3 separate regions of the Zea mays genome follow, and regions 1 and 3 are each linked to region 2. A link is a contact called in public Hi-C data. All regions are on one chromosome and are shown on one strand. Each heading gives the region's core, a stretch centred on a gene start, on an enhancer-like site or on the middle of the called end of the contact. The rest is flanking DNA. Distances are from core to core; before and after follow the strand shown. Region 1 holds the start of LOC100191728 (DELLA protein DWARF8). Region 2 holds the start of LOC100282654 (protein binding protein). Region 3 holds the start of LOC100284729 (integral membrane protein DUF6 containing protein).

Evidence for each region. Hi-C and Micro-C count contacts between places; a contact is called where the count stands out from the background.
Region 1: a contact with region 2 is called in a Hi-C map of leaf, with 3 times the contacts expected there. The contact joins the promoter of LOC100191728 here to the promoter of LOC100282654 in region 2. A contact is called at or near these places in 3 of 25 Hi-C or Micro-C datasets (bundle sheath and leaf).
Region 3: a contact with region 2 is called in a Hi-C map of leaf, with 10 times the contacts expected there. The contact joins the promoter of LOC100284729 here to the promoter of LOC100282654 in region 2. A contact is called at or near these places in 14 of 25 Hi-C or Micro-C datasets (bundle sheath, ear, endosperm and 2 more) and 2 of 3 datasets of contacts at active chromatin or transcription factors (leaf and seedling).

Annotation. Positions count from the first base shown.
Region 1 is chr1:272,693,710-272,696,591 of Zm-B73-REFERENCE-NAM-5.0, forward strand. LOC100191728 (DELLA protein DWARF8) reads left to right here and starts at 1,626. Exons shown (of 1, transcript NM_001367464.1): 1 at 1,626-2,882. The coding sequence starts at 1,752.
Region 2 is chr1:272,502,754-272,505,596 of Zm-B73-REFERENCE-NAM-5.0, forward strand. LOC100282654 (protein binding protein) reads right to left here and starts at 1,525. Exons shown (of 14, transcript NM_001155562.2): 1 at 1,092-1,525; 2 at 395-485; 3 at 204-288; 4 at 1-53. The coding sequence starts at 1,225.
Region 3 is chr1:272,632,456-272,635,282 of Zm-B73-REFERENCE-NAM-5.0, forward strand. LOC100284729 (integral membrane protein DUF6 containing protein) reads left to right here and starts at 1,444. Exons shown (of 8, transcript NR_182097.1): 1 at 1,444-2,017; 2 at 2,345-2,562; 3 at 2,702-2,774.

The DNA.
Region 1 (2,882 bases), core at 376-2,875, 190 kb after region 2:
GCTTATTGCTTTCTCATGCTCCAGCCTCCGTCTTTCCTTTCCCTAGGAGCTTTTCTGCCGTCGCGCCTCCTTGCTCGTGTGTCCGTCCTGCTTGCTCCTCGCGCCCATGGCCTCCTTCCCATCCTGCTCAATTCGTAGAGCTACCTTCTTGGTCTAGAGAAGATGGGGTTCATCCCCTTAACGAAGGTCTCGGGGTGGAGATTGGAAAATGAGGGTGAGGTGTTGTATCCAAGGGACGACGAGGTGTCGTGCTTGCGTCCTGCTACAAGCATGGGTTTGGCCTGCCCCTTCGTCCCTTCGTATGGGGGATACTCCACTACTATTAGCTGGAGATCCAGAATCTCCACCCCAACACCGTCCTCCATATAGCGTGTTTTATTACGCTATATGAGGCTTTTATGGGCATCGATCCCTATTGGAAGTTGTGGCAGTATCTCTTTAGCGCGTGGGTGACTTTGGGTCGTGGCGGTCAATCGTTTGGTGGCTCAGCCTCCATCCAACTCCTCTCTAGCTGGAAGGCAGAGTATTTCAAGATCTTGCTTCCCTCCATCATTCGGTACGAGGGTGAGTGGTTCTACGCCAAGAATCTGCCCGGCAGTGCTGTACCGTACATCGGATGGGAGCCGCTTTCGACGAATAAGTGGCACCATGGCACGGATGCACGTTCCAAGAGCTAAGTGGAGCAGCTTCTAAAGGCGATCACCACGTTGAAGCAGCACGGTCTTACCAGCGTGTGGCTTATGCGTGTTTTAATGCAACGCCGGGTTAAGCCTCAGATGGCCTGCTAAAACCCGTTGTACAAGTACTCTAGCGTCGACAACCCCGGCCGCCATTCCTCCAAGCCTCTTGCGCTGACCGAGATCGAGACTGCGGGTCTAGGCTATCACCGTTCTATTGTTGTGGGCCTTTATGGACGAGAATTTGCCTCACCCACTTTCCAAAGTTGTTCTGATATGCTTTGTGGTAGGTATATCTATTTATCCTCTTTTCATGTTATCAAATTACATATCAAATCTCATCCTCCACAGGCTCACCAGTCACCAACATCAATCGTTCTTTGTGAAACCCTGTGCTGGAATACACACGCTCAATACATTAGTTGGTACATGAGTCTAATGAAGTCAGGGAAAGAGTACTAATTTTCGCGAGTAAAGGGAAGGCTGGATCCTTTTTAGTTGCATTGATCTTGGCTTGGTAGTCCTCCCCACTCGCGACATCTCTCTAGCCGCACGCTGGACTACAGAGTTAGTTCCGCAAGCTATAAAATTCGGCTCGCCATTGGCTTGCAAGATTGAGTAGTGAGCCGTGGACGCAGCTCCCCACTTCTCATCGCCCCCTTTTTTTAATTTGTGGCCATCTTTGGGGTGGTGGGCGGAGGATTTCTAACTGGATGGTGAAGTTTGTCTGGCGAAAAGGACGGCTGCGACGAACCCGTCCATCGATCCAACGCTGTGCGCGCGTTGGGGGAGGGACCTGCCAGGCCCCACCTGCAGCGACAGACTATTGATAGATGCCTTCCTCTCTGATCACCTGATGGCTGATGCCTTCGCGGCCGTCTTCGCCTGCCGCTGCTACTACTAGTTGCCTTCCTCGCTTCCCCGTCTCGCCCCAGCCGCTTCCCCCCTCCCCTACCCTTTCCTTCCCCACTCGCACTTCCCAACCCTGGATCCAAATCCCAAGCTATCCCAGAACCGAAACCGAGGCGCGCAAGCCATTATTAGCTGGCTAGCTAGGCCTGTAGCTCCGAAATCATGAAGCGCGAGTACCAAGACGCCGGCGGGAGTGGCGGCGACATGGGCTCCTCCAAGGACAAGATGATGGCGGCGGCGGCGGGAGCAGGGGAACAGGAGGAGGAGGACGTGGATGAGCTGCTGGCCGCGCTCGGGTACAAGGTGCGTTCGTCGGATATGGCGGACGTCGCGCAGAAGCTGGAGCAGCTCGAGATGGCCATGGGGATGGGCGGCGTGGGCGGCGCCGGCGCTACCGCTGATGACGGGTTCGTGTCGCACCTCGCCACGGACACCGTGCACTACAATCCCTCCGACCTGTCGTCCTGGGTCGAGAGCATGCTGTCCGAGCTCAACGCGCCCCCAGCGCCGCTCCCGCCCGCGACGCCGGCCCCAAGGCTCGCGTCCACATCGTCCACCGTCACAAGTGGCGCCGCCGCCGGTGCTGGCTACTTCGATCTCCCGCCCGCCGTGGACTCGTCCAGCAGTACCTACGCTCTGAAGCCGATCCCCTCGCCGGTGGCGGCGCCGTCGGCCGACCCGTCCACGGACTCGGCGCGGGAGCCCAAGCGGATGAGGACTGGCGGCGGCAGCACGTCGTCCTCCTCTTCCTCGTCGTCATCCATGGATGGCGGTCGCACTAGGAGCTCCGTGGTCGAAGCTGCGCCGCCGGCGACGCAAGCATCCGCGGCGGCCAACGGGCCCGCGGTGCCGGTGGTGGTGGTGGACACGCAGGAGGCCGGGATCCGGCTCGTGCACGCGCTGCTGGCGTGCGCGGAGGCCGTGCAGCAGGAGAACTTCTCTGCGGCGGAGGCGCTGGTCAAGCAGATCCCCATGCTGGCCTCGTCGCAGGGCGGTGCCATGCGCAAGGTCGCCGCCTACTTCGGCGAGGCGCTTGCCCGCCGCGTGTATCGCTTCCGCCCGCCACCGGACAGCTCCCTCCTCGACGCCGCCTTCGCCGACCTCTTGCACGCGCACTTCTACGAGTCCTGCCCCTACCTGAAGTTCGCCCACTTCACCGCGAACCAGGCCATCCTCGAGGCCTTCGCCGGCTGCCGCCGCGTCCACGTCGTCGACTTCGGCATCAAGCAGGGGATGCAGTGGCCGGCTCTTCTCCAGGCCCTCGCCCTCCGCCCTGGCGGCCCCCCGTCGTTC
Region 2 (2,843 bases), core at 275-2,774:
GGCCAACAGAGGAAGGAACACAATCTTCAGATCAAAAGATGGATGATTTCTAACTGGGCAAACACAAAAGAAAAGAAGTGTTAAGATTACAAAGTTAACATAACAGAGAAACTTAACATGCGTCTCAGATTAAACTATTCTAGGAATCTCAATATGGTGACCATACTAGACAGGTTTTGTTACCCAATGGATTCTGACCCTACCTCTTATGCTTTCAAGATATATGCAGAGAAGCAGCTCGAACGCAATTAGTAAAGGCGCTGCAACAATCGAATGACATGGTGCCCACTGCAAGCAAAAAGAAACATATCAGGCTAACTGGATGCAAAATGAGCAATGGTAATGCAAACAGTAAAAAGGTCAGGTTTAATAGACGAGCCACTGTAAATCTCACATGACGGCCATGAGGTAATGAAGGGGCAGGCATTGAAAACCTTCCACGCGCAACAATACCATGAAAGAGCCATAGTGGAATGAATATTATCCTACATGATCAAAGTAGCATCATTAGCAATTTGTATCGGCTTTACCATTGTCAACTTATAGTATTTGTCATAAAGCAATCCATAATTCGGTATTACCTAATTCTAGCTACAAGGTTTTATCGTTGCGTTTGGCGTATCAGAACAGTGCTTAAAGGCATAAAATCTGCTGTCTATTATCCTAGCACAACACCAAGTGAGGAAATGCCGGCGGCTGGCCAGCATCAGCTCGGTTATAGATGGGGTCATTGATAAGCATCAATTGAGAACTACCAGCAGCTCTCAACATTCATCTGAGCCCCAGACATGTAGCTGAATTACACGTCGGCGGAGCAGATTATCCAGCACCAGCTACCAGCAGCCAAGAGCCAACCCTGAAACGCACGCAACACGCAAAAAAAAACGAGCATACGAATCCGCCAATTCCAAAACTACATCTGCATCGCAAGAAAGACGCTCTCCCCCGGTCCCCTCAAATCAGAACGCTGTCCAATAACTCGAAGCCCCTCCCCTCGCTGAAACAAAACTAATTAGATCGAATCGAAGCGGAGGGGGAGGGACGAAAGCCAGGTGGGAGGGGACGGGGAGGTTAGTGTTTAGAGCGCGTACCACCAGGAGTATGTGGTGCGTCCGTCGACCCTGAGCGCGAGGAGGAGAGTGAAGCAGAAGAGCGCGGCGTGCGCCGACGCCGCCTGGGCCGTCTTCCCCACCCCCGCCCACGTGTGCCCCCGCCGCCGCTGCATCTCTCCTGCTCCCTAGACCCCCGACGGGAAAGGCAAATATCCCCTTCTCCGGTGGCTCCGCTTCCTTGGACTCGAAGTTCGGCGATGGGTGGGTGACTCGGAGAAATGGGGGATAAACAGAACAAAGGGTACAAGGGTTTCTCTCTCTAGTCTAGTGATGGAGTCATGGAGTATGATAAGAGCGACGATTCCATTCTGCGTTCTCTCTGCGCTTTTTCGTAATGGAGTAGCATAACCTAGCAGTAGTATATTGCCGAGCCGCTGTTCATGGTCATGGGAGATGGAGAGGGGATGGATTGGATTGGTCGGGTCGGGTCAGAGAAGGAGAGAAGGAGAGGGATCGGGTCCCGGGGGCCAACAACGCGCGCCTGGTGTTTGAGACTGACCGCAACGCTGCCCTCTCCCCTTGCATGCGGCGCGTAGGGGGCACCCTATGGCCGCAGCGGTGCCCCCTACAGCGCCCCCTACGTGTCGGTCCCCTTCTCTCTCCCCTAGATCTAGCGTGTCACTGTTCATCACCCTAAACACTGTGCTGTGGGTCCACGAGTAATTGTTAGTAGATAAAAAATTGATAGTTGATATAGAAAATGATATTTTATAGTGGTAGTGGGGTATAGGGGGAGTATTTAGGGGGAACCGCTGCGGGAGATGAAAAAATAGGGGGGAAAATAGGGGGAAAAAGTGATATAGGGGGAAAAATTTAGGGGTAACGGTTGCGGATAGCCTGAGAAGCCGACGAGCTGGATTTTTTTTCTGCTCGGTATCAGGTCCTTTTTGGTTTAATTGAGGGACTAAGTTATTATCTACTCTGTATAGTTCTATAGACTAAAACTATTCAAAATGTATTAAATAAATCATAAAAAAACCTAAATATTCTTAGTGTTTTCTCGCCGTTAGTGTAACTGAAATAAAGGAGGTCAAAAGGTAGAATCTATATAGTTTAGTCCCTTTTAGTCATCCTTTAATGTGTTTAGTTTGAGGTTAAAGTAGAATGAAGCGGGACAGATACCGTCCTCTCGATTTTTTGGTATCACGCTGTCACTAAAAATTATTTCGGTGTTTAGCTTGCTCTCATGTGACTCTCATTCAAACACTATAAAATTGTGGTCGCTCACTTCATTCCTCCTTATACCTCCAACCAAACATACCATAAGCGACTAGATTATAAAACAATTTAGTCCATATTTTAATCTCATAATTTGATAATTTAATGACTAAATGTAACTAAAATGGATAACTAATCTTTAGTTCATCAAACTAGACGGCGCTAAGTGTAGGAGAATTTTTTTCTGCGACTTGGTGGCTCCGCCCGCGGCCCCCATCGTCCGGCCCCGTTTTGGCGGTTGCTTGCACGGCACACTCTCGGATCCTCCCGCCACGTTCCTCTCCCCGCCCCGCGTCCCACCGTCATCCCGCCCTACACCGACTCGCCGAGACGGAGGATCGCCCGCACCGCGGCGCGGGGACCGGGCCGACGACGCAGCCGGCCTGCCGAGACGCAGGTCAACAACGGATTTGGTGGGTCCGTTCCGTAGCTGCAAATGTCCCAAAATATAATTGGGAAAATATACAGGTAATAACATTGGTAAATGCGAAAGTCAAAAAAAAAACATTGGTA
Region 3 (2,827 bases), core at 194-2,693, 130 kb after region 2:
GTTCTGAAGATGTTTTCCAACTGGATTAAGTAGCATTAGGGGTACCCCTAATTACGGTCCCCGACAATATGTTATACCTCCGTAAAATTTCATGATTTTTTGAGACTATTTATATATCTATTAATTTCTTGTCATAGAAAATCAATAAAATACAATTAAATCCATAAAATAATGTAGCGTCGATCGAAAATTGCAAATAAGTTATGAATACTAATAAATAGTCTCTACAAAGATAACCTTAAGTTCCCACGTAGAGATAACATTAATCCCCCACATAAAAATGATAAAGTATATTAGTTTAATATAAATTTGAACATTATTTTAATAATTTTGGCCTAAAGATATGTTTAAACAAAAAATTGATGTACTATAACGTTATAGATCTCTTCGAGCTCTACAATTTTCATATAAACTTTATCTTCATCCGATTTCATACGTAAAAGTTATGATGTTATAACTATACTATTATGCAGGAAATGAAAAAACGGGTACCCGAATTCCGGGTACCTGTATCCGACCTGACTATCTGAGTATTTACCGGGTAGTCCTCGCTCCGCATCCGACCTGAATCCGAAGCTTCAGTATCCGGGTATTTACCCGTATCCGTCCCGAATATAAAAATATTCGAATCCGTATCGAAAAATGAGTATTTGCAATATCCGTATCCGGTACCCGATGGGTATACCCGACCCGTTTTCACCCTAGCTCCGGCCAGATGCCCTCGCCGGAGGTATTATGGGCATGTTTGGTTCAACTTTTTTCTGACCAGCTTTTTTAAAAATCTGGCTGTGGGGAGAATCTGAGTATCATTACGATTAAGTGTGGAGAAAGATAAAGTTGTTCATAGGGCTCAGGATCTAGAAAGTGACGGATTTCTACTATTACAATGACTCAACCGATTATGTGTTTATGTTGATTTTGGATGGTTTTGCTCCAACAAATTTTATAGAAGCTGACTGAAAAGCTGAGTGTTTAGCAGTCCGCAACAGATTTTGGTGGTCAGAAGCTGTGTCTGTAATTTTTGGTTTGAAGATATACATGCACGCGCTAGATGTTAAAGAGTACTCTTCTACAAGATATTGCCTCGTAGCACGAGGATATCATGGCTGCCAGAGAAACTGTCATAACACAGCATGTGATGAAAACCACAGCGTGCAAAGCAAAGCAAAGCAAATCAAGCCATCTCGTCGACGCCCGAGCAATGACAGCTCGACAGGTGGGGGGGCTCCGCGAGGATCACATGCGCTGTACTCGGTAGCTCTCCGACGAGAGACGATTGCTCTGTTTCGCGGCCACGGCGACTCGCCGGCTCGGCCTCATCTGAACCCAGCAGACATATCGACGCGGGCGTTTTCGCTAGGAAACAAACCCGAGAGGTCTCTCCCAGCACCGGACGTGGCCAACCACCACAGCGCGCCCCCGCTCCACGCCTCCACAGAAAATAAAATCCCCAGCCGTCGTCGCCAAAGACAAGCTCTTCACCACAAACTGACAAACACGACCCAGGCCTTCTTCCTGCGAGTTTCATTTCATTTCATCCTACCTTACCTTTTTACTCCTCCAGTCCAGTCAGAGAACACCATAAGTGGCCGCTACACCTGCTCACTCCATTGCACCACTAGCAAGTAGCAACAGGAGCGCAGGCAGAACTAGAGCGGTCTTGGTATGGCTTCTTCCCTCGCGCCCGCGTCGTGGGCACTGCCGCTGCAGATGGTCGGGGCTGGGGCGGCAGCGGCGGGGCCTTCCTGCCGCGCGACGCTAGCCGTCGTCACGGAGCCCCGCTGGGCCGCGTCGCTGCGCCGGGCAAGGGTTCTCGTGGCGCTGGCGCCCCGGTGCGTGGCGCTCGACGGGCCCGGCGCCAGCGGCGAGGAGGAGGCGCCCAAGATCGAGGACGAGAGGAAGAAGAGCGGTGAGACGAAGAAGCCGGCGCGCGGCCGGCCGGTGTGGAGCCGGATCCTCTTCGCCTCCAAGAAGACACGAAGTATCATCATCCTCAACGCCCTCACGGTCATCTATGGTGTGCGAATACTTCCTTTGTTCTTAATCTCTCTCTCTCTCACACACACAGCCGCTCCAGTTCGTACTATATATGCTCAACTGCTCGGTCTCAAACTCTACTCTGCACGATTCTGGCATTGCTAATTAGGGTATTGAAAAAAATAGCAGTGCATCGCCTCTGTAATCTGTAGTGCTACTCCAAATACTCTTCATGCTAAAGTTCTTTCTCCGACCACTGTGATTGGTTGTGCTGTGGTTGGTATTAACAGTAAAATTGAGCCTTTTGTAGTTCACTTTTGATCCTTTTTTTTTATCCTGCCAGCAAGTGATATTCCGGTTTTGAAAGAGGTCGAAGCCCTGACAGAGCCTGCGGTCTTCAACATGGTGCGGTTCGTTGTTGCAGCCATCCCCTTCGTACCATTCGCGCTCCGTTCCTTCGGTGACCGCAGTGTACGCTACGCGGGACTGGAGCTGGGAGTCTGGGTTAGCTTAGCTTACCTTTCTCAAGCAATTGGATTGCTCTCATCTGATGCTGGCCGAGCATCCTTCATCACGGCCTTCACGGTAGATCCTGCTCCACGCCGTGTTCATTCTGAATTTTGGTGGTTTTGCTGAAATGGCCTGAACTGGCAAATGCTTCTGTTACTGTACAGGTCGTAGTTGTGCCTCTAATTGATGGTCTTCTTGGTGCTTCGATCCCCAGACTCACATGGTTCGGAGCCATCATGTCTCTGTTCGGAATTGGCCTGCTGGAATGTGGTGGATCTCCTCCCAGTGTAAGTAACAACTTTGTTTTTACTAAGTAGTTTATTGGCTGTAGTGAATAATA